2 separate regions of the Drosophila melanogaster genome follow, and region 1 is linked to region 2. The links are chromatin contacts, called in public Hi-C maps. All regions are on one chromosome and are shown on one strand. The core of a region is the stretch at or near the end of the contact, and the rest is flanking DNA. Distances in the headings are between cores, read along the strand shown.

The links. A called contact is a pair of places that touch in the nucleus more often than the background predicts.
Region 1: a contact with region 2 is called in a Hi-C map of the Kc167 cell line, with 5 times the contacts expected there. The contact joins the promoter of RpS10b here to the promoter of Idh3a in region 2. A contact is called at or near these places in 16 of 107 Hi-C or Micro-C datasets (the D17-c3 cell line, the Kc167 cell line, the ML-DmBG3-c2 cell line and 4 more).

What each region holds. Positions count from the first base shown.
Region 1 is chrX:19,596,761-19,600,425 of dm6, reverse strand. RpS10b (Ribosomal protein S10b) reads right to left here and starts at 2,386. Exons shown (of 3, transcript NM_134480.4): 1 at 2,349-2,386; 2 at 2,221-2,277; 3 at 620-1,993. The coding sequence starts at 1,992. The coding sequence ends at 1,510. It overlaps CG14220, which reads left to right. Exons shown (of 4, transcript NM_001258830.2): 4 at 1-623.
Region 2 is chrX:19,519,746-19,523,327 of dm6, reverse strand. It overlaps Idh3a (Isocitrate dehydrogenase 3a), which reads left to right and starts at 1,524. Exons shown (of 5, transcript NM_167657.3): 1 at 1,524-1,655; 2 at 2,501-2,668; 3 at 3,030-3,424; 4 at 3,497-3,582. The coding sequence starts at 1,629. It overlaps CoRest (CoRest,), which reads right to left and starts at 1,229. Exons shown (of 11, transcript NM_001201742.3): 1 at 939-1,229; 2 at 13-325. The coding sequence starts at 232.

The sequences.
Region 1 (3,665 bases), core at 1,137-3,636, 76 kb before region 2:
GGTCAAGAGACGTACTTTCATAAAATTATTGATACAGACGTAGCACTAGATTAGGTGTACATTTTTCTAAACGAGTATTGCACATTGTAAATAATGAAACCACAATTATTTTGTATACAAAGCGATTTTTTTTTTATTGTTGCAAGCGAATACACTTTCCAGCGCAGTGCGCCCCAGTTGCGATGCGCAGAACGTTTTTGCGGGAAACATAGGTCCATAACCAGCTTCTTTTAACCATGTTAAGGCAATGATAGTCTCCAGGTATCTTCGGATTTATGCTAAATGGAGGAATGTACATAACCTTAACTACCCAAACCATGTTTCTACTCCGATGTGCCATGGCATAAACCTAGAATAATGCCATTCGTCGTATATTGTTGTAGTTCTTTTGGTCGGCCTAAATAAATAATCTAAGCGATTCGAATTCTTTATGGTCCGAGCATAGCAGCATACTTACTTGTTTACATAAAATATTAGTTGAAAGTAATCAACGTTAAATGGAGAAGCACATAAGCTTTTAAATAATATTAGTAGACACATAAGATTTAACTAAAACCTAACTTTGGGAAATGTGAAACTAGTGTATTTATAAAATTAGAATTAATATATAAGTAAAAGGCAGCTACAGAACAACAAAAGGATGCTCGTGAGCAAAAGAAGACTATTTAAGTAAACTAGTTATTTAACTAATTGTGAACGTTTAAGTAGCGTGAACAAATAAAACGAAATTGAGCATTTAAGTTACGTTCCTCCACATACGAAGATTTTGGCTTATCGTTTAGAAAATATACCATTTCCTTTGATGGTAAATCAAATTTAATCTATGTCCTTGCAATTCATGCCGTTTTTGTTATGAGCAATTGGATTCTAATGTTATTTAAATATTTGAATGTAGTATTTCGAGCCAACTGGTTTATTCCAACCCAAGTCTACTATGTTTTGGCACACAGCTATAAACGAATGCGATGAATTTCTGCACATATTTTTATAATAAAGAGCTACAAATCGACAAATATCCAAATCTATATACAACAATCTTTTGAAATTACCAAAATTGAATGCATGTATTGTATTCAAAAAAACGTATTTACGCTAGAATTCCTTCTTTCCTCTCGACAGAACCTCGCAAAATAAACTGAATTATCTGCAAAATCCTACTTCTAAAGTTATCTGAAGAGCTTCTTGCAAAAATGTGTTGGGTTAGCAGTTTCAGTTTGGCCGGGCATCGGGTTTACTATACTATTTAGCCACGCTTGGGATCTGAATCCACGTCCGATTTGCACACCACAATCACTGGACCAAACAACAAAAACAAAACAAAAAAAAAAAATAGAGGGGAGCACGGAATTTCACTTGCGTTTGCTTTATAATTGATCGTCATATCATAAAACACACACACATTTTTCAGATGTTGGTTTCTTCTATTGTTAAGGGTATGGATCTTCAGTTGAACATTTTACTGAGTAATTTTTTATACATTAGAAAAAAAAACTGAAGCGCCTGGGTTGTTTAGTTGCGCGATCCGCGTCCGAATCCGCCACGGAACTCGACCTCTCCGGCACCGGGTCCAACATCGCCCTTCTTGTCCACTCCGCTGCCGCCGGGAGCACGTCGGTAGGCGGAGCGATCCTCTCCGGTCTTGGAGGCGTCACCGGGTCCGCGTGGGCCGCCAACGGCGGGACGGGGACGGACGGTCTCCGAGCGGGCAGGGCGCTTCAGCGTCGAGGGCACGATCTCGGGCGGCAGGTGGAGGTAGCTGCGCAGCTCCTCGATTCCCTCGTTGGTGAGGTACCAGTAGTAGTGGCGCCAGGCGAACTGCTCCTTAACCAGTCCGCGCGAGTGGAGCGACTGCATCGCCTTGATCACGTGCAAGTTGGGGATCGACTCCAGTTCCGGGTGCTTCTGGGCATGGAAATCCTTCTTGGCCACGATCACGCCCTCCTTGAAGAGGTACTCGTAGATCGCGACACGATGGGCCTTTGGCATAAACATTCTGCACAAACAACAAAAAAAAAAAATAGCAATTAGATTCGGTTCATTGCCAGGATATATCTACAGATCATCCATGTGGTATCCAATTCACACATTGTTTATTGAGTCTGAAAGACTCGCTTCTTTGTCCACACAAAAAAAAAATGTACACATGCATTCGGGAACAACATTGGGCGCATATTTTCCCGGTGCGGCCGCTTGAAAATGGGGGTTTTCGGCGACAATTACCTGGATTGATTTGCAAACACAAAGTTACACGAACGCGAACGTATCGTAATACTCCCGCTGCAAGTAAAAAAGAGAATTGGAGGTATTTAATAGGGAGTTTTGCTTAAAAATTCGCGGAGCACACGCACTCACCGGAAACGTGAAGACGAAAAGAAAGGGAAACGGAAGGGATGACAAGAAGAAGACGGTGAGCAGTGTGGCCGGACCTTTCGATATGTGTCAGCAATCGATGACGCCGGCAATATATCGATATTATCTTAAGACATAATCCACGAGTAAATTTCGCGATTAAATCAAGTAACTACACTTGCGACACATTTTGACTTAGAATTTTTTGAATTACTTAAAACTGACCACCTTATATTCGTTCTCATAGCTTGTCTTGTATACTTGGGCATTCGATAGCGACAATGGTGCCGGACTTTTTAGTATCGATATCCTTATCGATAAGCCTTAGGCCAAGTATTAAGTTAATACACACACCGCATTTTGCACATGCATCTTATCGATACGTCTTTGTTGTCATAAAATCGCACTTATTTATTGCCAATAAGTATTAGTGATGGCACAGTTAAGCGTTTTTGTTTCGGTAATTCAAGTGTTTCATTTGTAATTATAAAAAAAATCACTCATTTTGTTTTATGAAAAAACAATTAAAATGGATCTTATTATATAAGCTTATTTATTTATTATTTATTTATTATTATTATTTAGTTATTTATTATTTCATTTATAAAACATTAATTTGAACTCAAAACAAAAAAAGTTTTACGACGAACCAGGTAAAACTTTCAATTTTGAGAGTCTCTCAGCAAAGGCCCTCCGCCCTCCCTTCTAGTCAACGAATGAGTAGCCATCTGTTCTCTGAGAATCTGTAGGTTTAACACTAAAGCTGTAAAACAATACAGCTCCCGGGATAGACAAACTTTAGGAATTAGCATTATTATGCAGCAGGATAATGGGCGCCACCGCCCAGACCCCAAGTTTCGACTGGGGCAGCCACAGGTTAGTGGATATCGGGGCGAAAAGTAATCTGTTAGTAGACGCGAAGGTTCTAACTTTTTCCCATCGAAAATTCCGAAGAGGATAAGAAGCAGCACACAGAAAATGTATTAATTAAAATAGAACCGTACAGTTAGGTTAAGCGCACAGTTGGGTTAAGTTAGGTTACACAGTGAGAAGTTCCTGATGAAGTGAACATATACAAATTTGAAATATATATGTACATAGTATATAAAATAATGCTGGATGAACCCTTCCTGACCTAAACCTACATCGGAAAAATTCAAAATCTCCGAACCGCCATTCTGCACTGAGAAAAATTAGGTTATATTTTTAAATCATATATTAGAAGGCTTTACCATAAGTTACCATAAGTTTATGGGATAATTTAAATAAATAATTTGGTTCTCCTCTAAAATATATTTAGCAACCTGTGTCGCATC
Region 2 (3,582 bases), core at 275-2,774:
CGTTTCACTTACAGTTGTCGTCGTCGGAGCTCTCCGGCGTGCCTGCACCTGGCACAGCTGTGGTGGTCTTCTCGTTCGCATTGGCGTTCCCGGAGTGGCCGCTGTTGTTGCCGCTGCCCACGAGGCTGGCGCTGTTGGTGACGCCGCCCGTGGTGTGCGTATTGGGACTGGGGCCGCGCGAACGGCGCCCGTTGCGCACCACATCCGTGGTGTTGCGCTCCGCCAACACCATCTTGTCCCGGATGAGCTGGGCGCGCTTGTTATGCTTCTCCAGGGTGCTAGTTTTGGCTAAACACGAGCACTAGCGAACACGAGCACTGCGGAGCTGCAAGAACAGTGGGGACATGTGTTAACGACTGATTCGGACACGGATGACAGCCGTACTCTGCTCTCCGGCTGAAAAATCCAGCAAATAGAAACTCTGCACCGCGTTTGGCGAGAGTGTGCGCTTGGCAAGAGGCACTTTTCCCGCAACGAGCGCAGAAGTGCGCTGTCAAACAGATACATTCATAAGTGTGCGTGCGTCCGTGTGAGCGTATGCGCGTGTATTGCGTGTGCTAGCGACGCGTGTATAGGTGTATGGGTGAGGGCCAAGCCAGCTGAGTTTGGAAACGGCAATGCATTTGGATTTGAATGCAGGAATCCGAATCTGGCTGGACGGAGGGACACGGAGGGACTCGGAGGACGCCTACCTGGTACTCTGGTGCCCCACAAGCACACAACCGAAGACGCTGCCACACGGATCTCACTGCACGTACCGTTTTCGCCCGCTTACGCAGTACGGCCTGCCGGACGCGGAGCTGGGGCTACTTGGAAAGGAGTACTCTTGGCCAGAAACTCCAGATACGGAACGCTGCGAACGGCTGGTCAGTGGAGTTGTTGCGCGCAGGTAACTGAAATCCAAACTGAAACGCGGAAAAAAAAACTCACTCGCGTACCGATTCTCTCTGGTCGTCCGTGGGCACAGCGCACTTTGTCGCCGACGACCGCAGTTCAGCTTTGTCTGTCGGTTGATCCGATTTTTTGCCCTCGCCTGGCTTCTCGACAGGCGGCCCCTTGGATTATCCTATCCCCGTTTTCGTTGGAGATCGAGAAACGGCTTCGCTTGCCCCTTTTTGATGGACACTCTCAGCACTTTTTCTAGAATATACGTCAGAAAACTGAGCGAATGCTCAAATTAATTTAAACTGTGGCTGTAGCAGCCACGGTTGCAAGGGATACACAAACTATCGATTAGGCCGCTCCGATATTTCGCTTTTGCCCTGTACAGGGATGCCACACGGCAGGCTGTACTGAATTTCGGGCAGACGACATCGATATTCGACATCTGTTTATTCACAGCCAACTTTAATGTGGTTTTACGCCATACATATGATGCTCGTACAGCAATTATGTGACTGATGCAAGCGAGAGCATACAAATACGGGGATATGGGTGATTTGTAATTCCACCCCCATCTGAGCGCAGTCCAGGTGGCAACGACGCTGCCCCCGCATGCCTATCGACCGATATACCGCAGATTCGCCAGTTTTCCGCAAGGTGGCGACTACGGCGGGCGCAGACTAAAAAGACAGACTTTTTTCTATATAATATACGGCAGGAATCAGTGCAAAAACCGATCCAACGCAATGGCTGCTAGATTCATACAGAAAATTGTAAGACCCGTTTAGGCTTAAGCGACTTGACCCGCCCCGCGTCGCGCCTCTTAACCCCACCATACAGCGACCAAACCAATTCTGCAGGACAGCAGTTGATTACGTGCTGGCCAAAAAGTACTGGCCAACTACCACTAACATTGCGATTTTGTTTCTCGTCCGACGCTCCTGCCCTCCAACTCCACGCCCGCTAACCAACCCTGCAAACCACCGATGCAATGATCTGCGATTCCGCGATTCCCAACGACAACAACACATTACGCAAAACACTTGCAGCTCAATCAACTGGGTTTGATTGCAGCGCGTGATGCTCCGGCGGTGACTGCGACGCCAGCAGTGAGCCAGGTTGGTTCCATAACAGCGGCGGCAGCGACGGAACCATCCGGGATCCGCAGTGGGGGCCACCACCTCCTTCGCCAGGACATCAGCTGTCCGTCCGGCGAAAACGAAAAGAGCACAGCATTAGAATTCGCATTCACTTTACATAACACTCTCTCTCTCGCTCCCTCGTTGCGTGGCCGAGATATCGATAACGGCGGGCAGGGCGGGTGGTTCGGACCCTCGAAAATCCCACCCCCTACTCGAGAGGCGGGAAAAAATCAGTTACCGAGATTGGGCCCTGATTTGCGGCCTTATCAGCGCCGTGGGAATCATTTGTGCACTCTAACCTCAACGCGACGAACTGTTTGGCACGGGGGGTAGGGCGGACGGGATTTTTGTTTGGCATGGGCACTTATGTAATCCCGCTAGATGCTGCTGCTGTTGCTGCTGCCCATCTATGCGTTTTCTCGCCACCATTTCTGTAGATCACTCTGTAACCCGCCTATGGTCTTGCTATTTTCCAGGTCAACGCGACTCCCGCCGCCAGCCGGTCCTACTCCTCCGGCACCAAGAAAGTCACCCTCATCCCTGGCGATGGCATCGGACCTGAGATCTCTGCGGCCGTGCAGAAAATCTTCACCGCCGCCAATGTCCCCATCGAGTGGGAGGCCGTGGACGTGACCCCCGTCCGGGTAAGTGTCGTAATCCCAGCCAGAGTTAGTGGTTCAACTTGACATTTCAAATCCAAGTTGAGCGCCATCGCCTTCGAAGCGCGTGGCCGTTTGACAACAGGTGGCAACTACGGTCGTCTGGGCGGTAAATTTGAAATACAACCAGGCTCTAGTTAACATTCCATTGCCATATATTCGATATAAATGCCAAATCAATGGATACGAATCCATGCAATATTTTCGCCAAATATTAATTTGCTCTGTTAAAAGCCAAAAAAAAAATGCATACATATGTCGGAGAAGACGACACATATATAAAACAATTTGCGAGCTAGCTTTATTTATTTACTTCTTATTTCATTTGTGCGTGACATGTTAACAGGGACCCGACGGAAAGTTCGGCATCCCACAGGCCGCCATTGACTCGGTGAACACGAACAAGATCGGCCTGAAGGGTCCTCTGATGACGCCCGTCGGCAAGGGCCATCGGTCTCTGAATCTGGCCCTGCGCAAGGAGTTCAATCTGTACGCCAACGTGCGTCCCTGCCGCAGTCTCGAGGGCTACAAGACGCTGTACGACGATGTGGACGTGGTCACCATCCGTGAGAACACCGAGGGCGAGTACTCCGGCATCGAGCACGAGATCGTCGACGGCGTCGTTCAGAGCATCAAGCTGATCACCGAGGAAGCCTCCAAGCGTGTGGCCGAGTACGCCTTCCAGTACGCCAAGAACAACAACCGCAAGAAGGTCACCGTGGTGCACAAGGCGAACATTATGTAAGTTGGCCACGAGAGCTACTCTTTTTTGTTGTTGTGAAACTAATGCTATTTTCCTACCATTTCTCACAGGCGCATGTCCGATGGTCTCTTCCTGCGCTGCGTCCGCGACATGGCCCAGAAGTTCCCAGAAATCCAGTTCGAAGAGAAGTATCTGG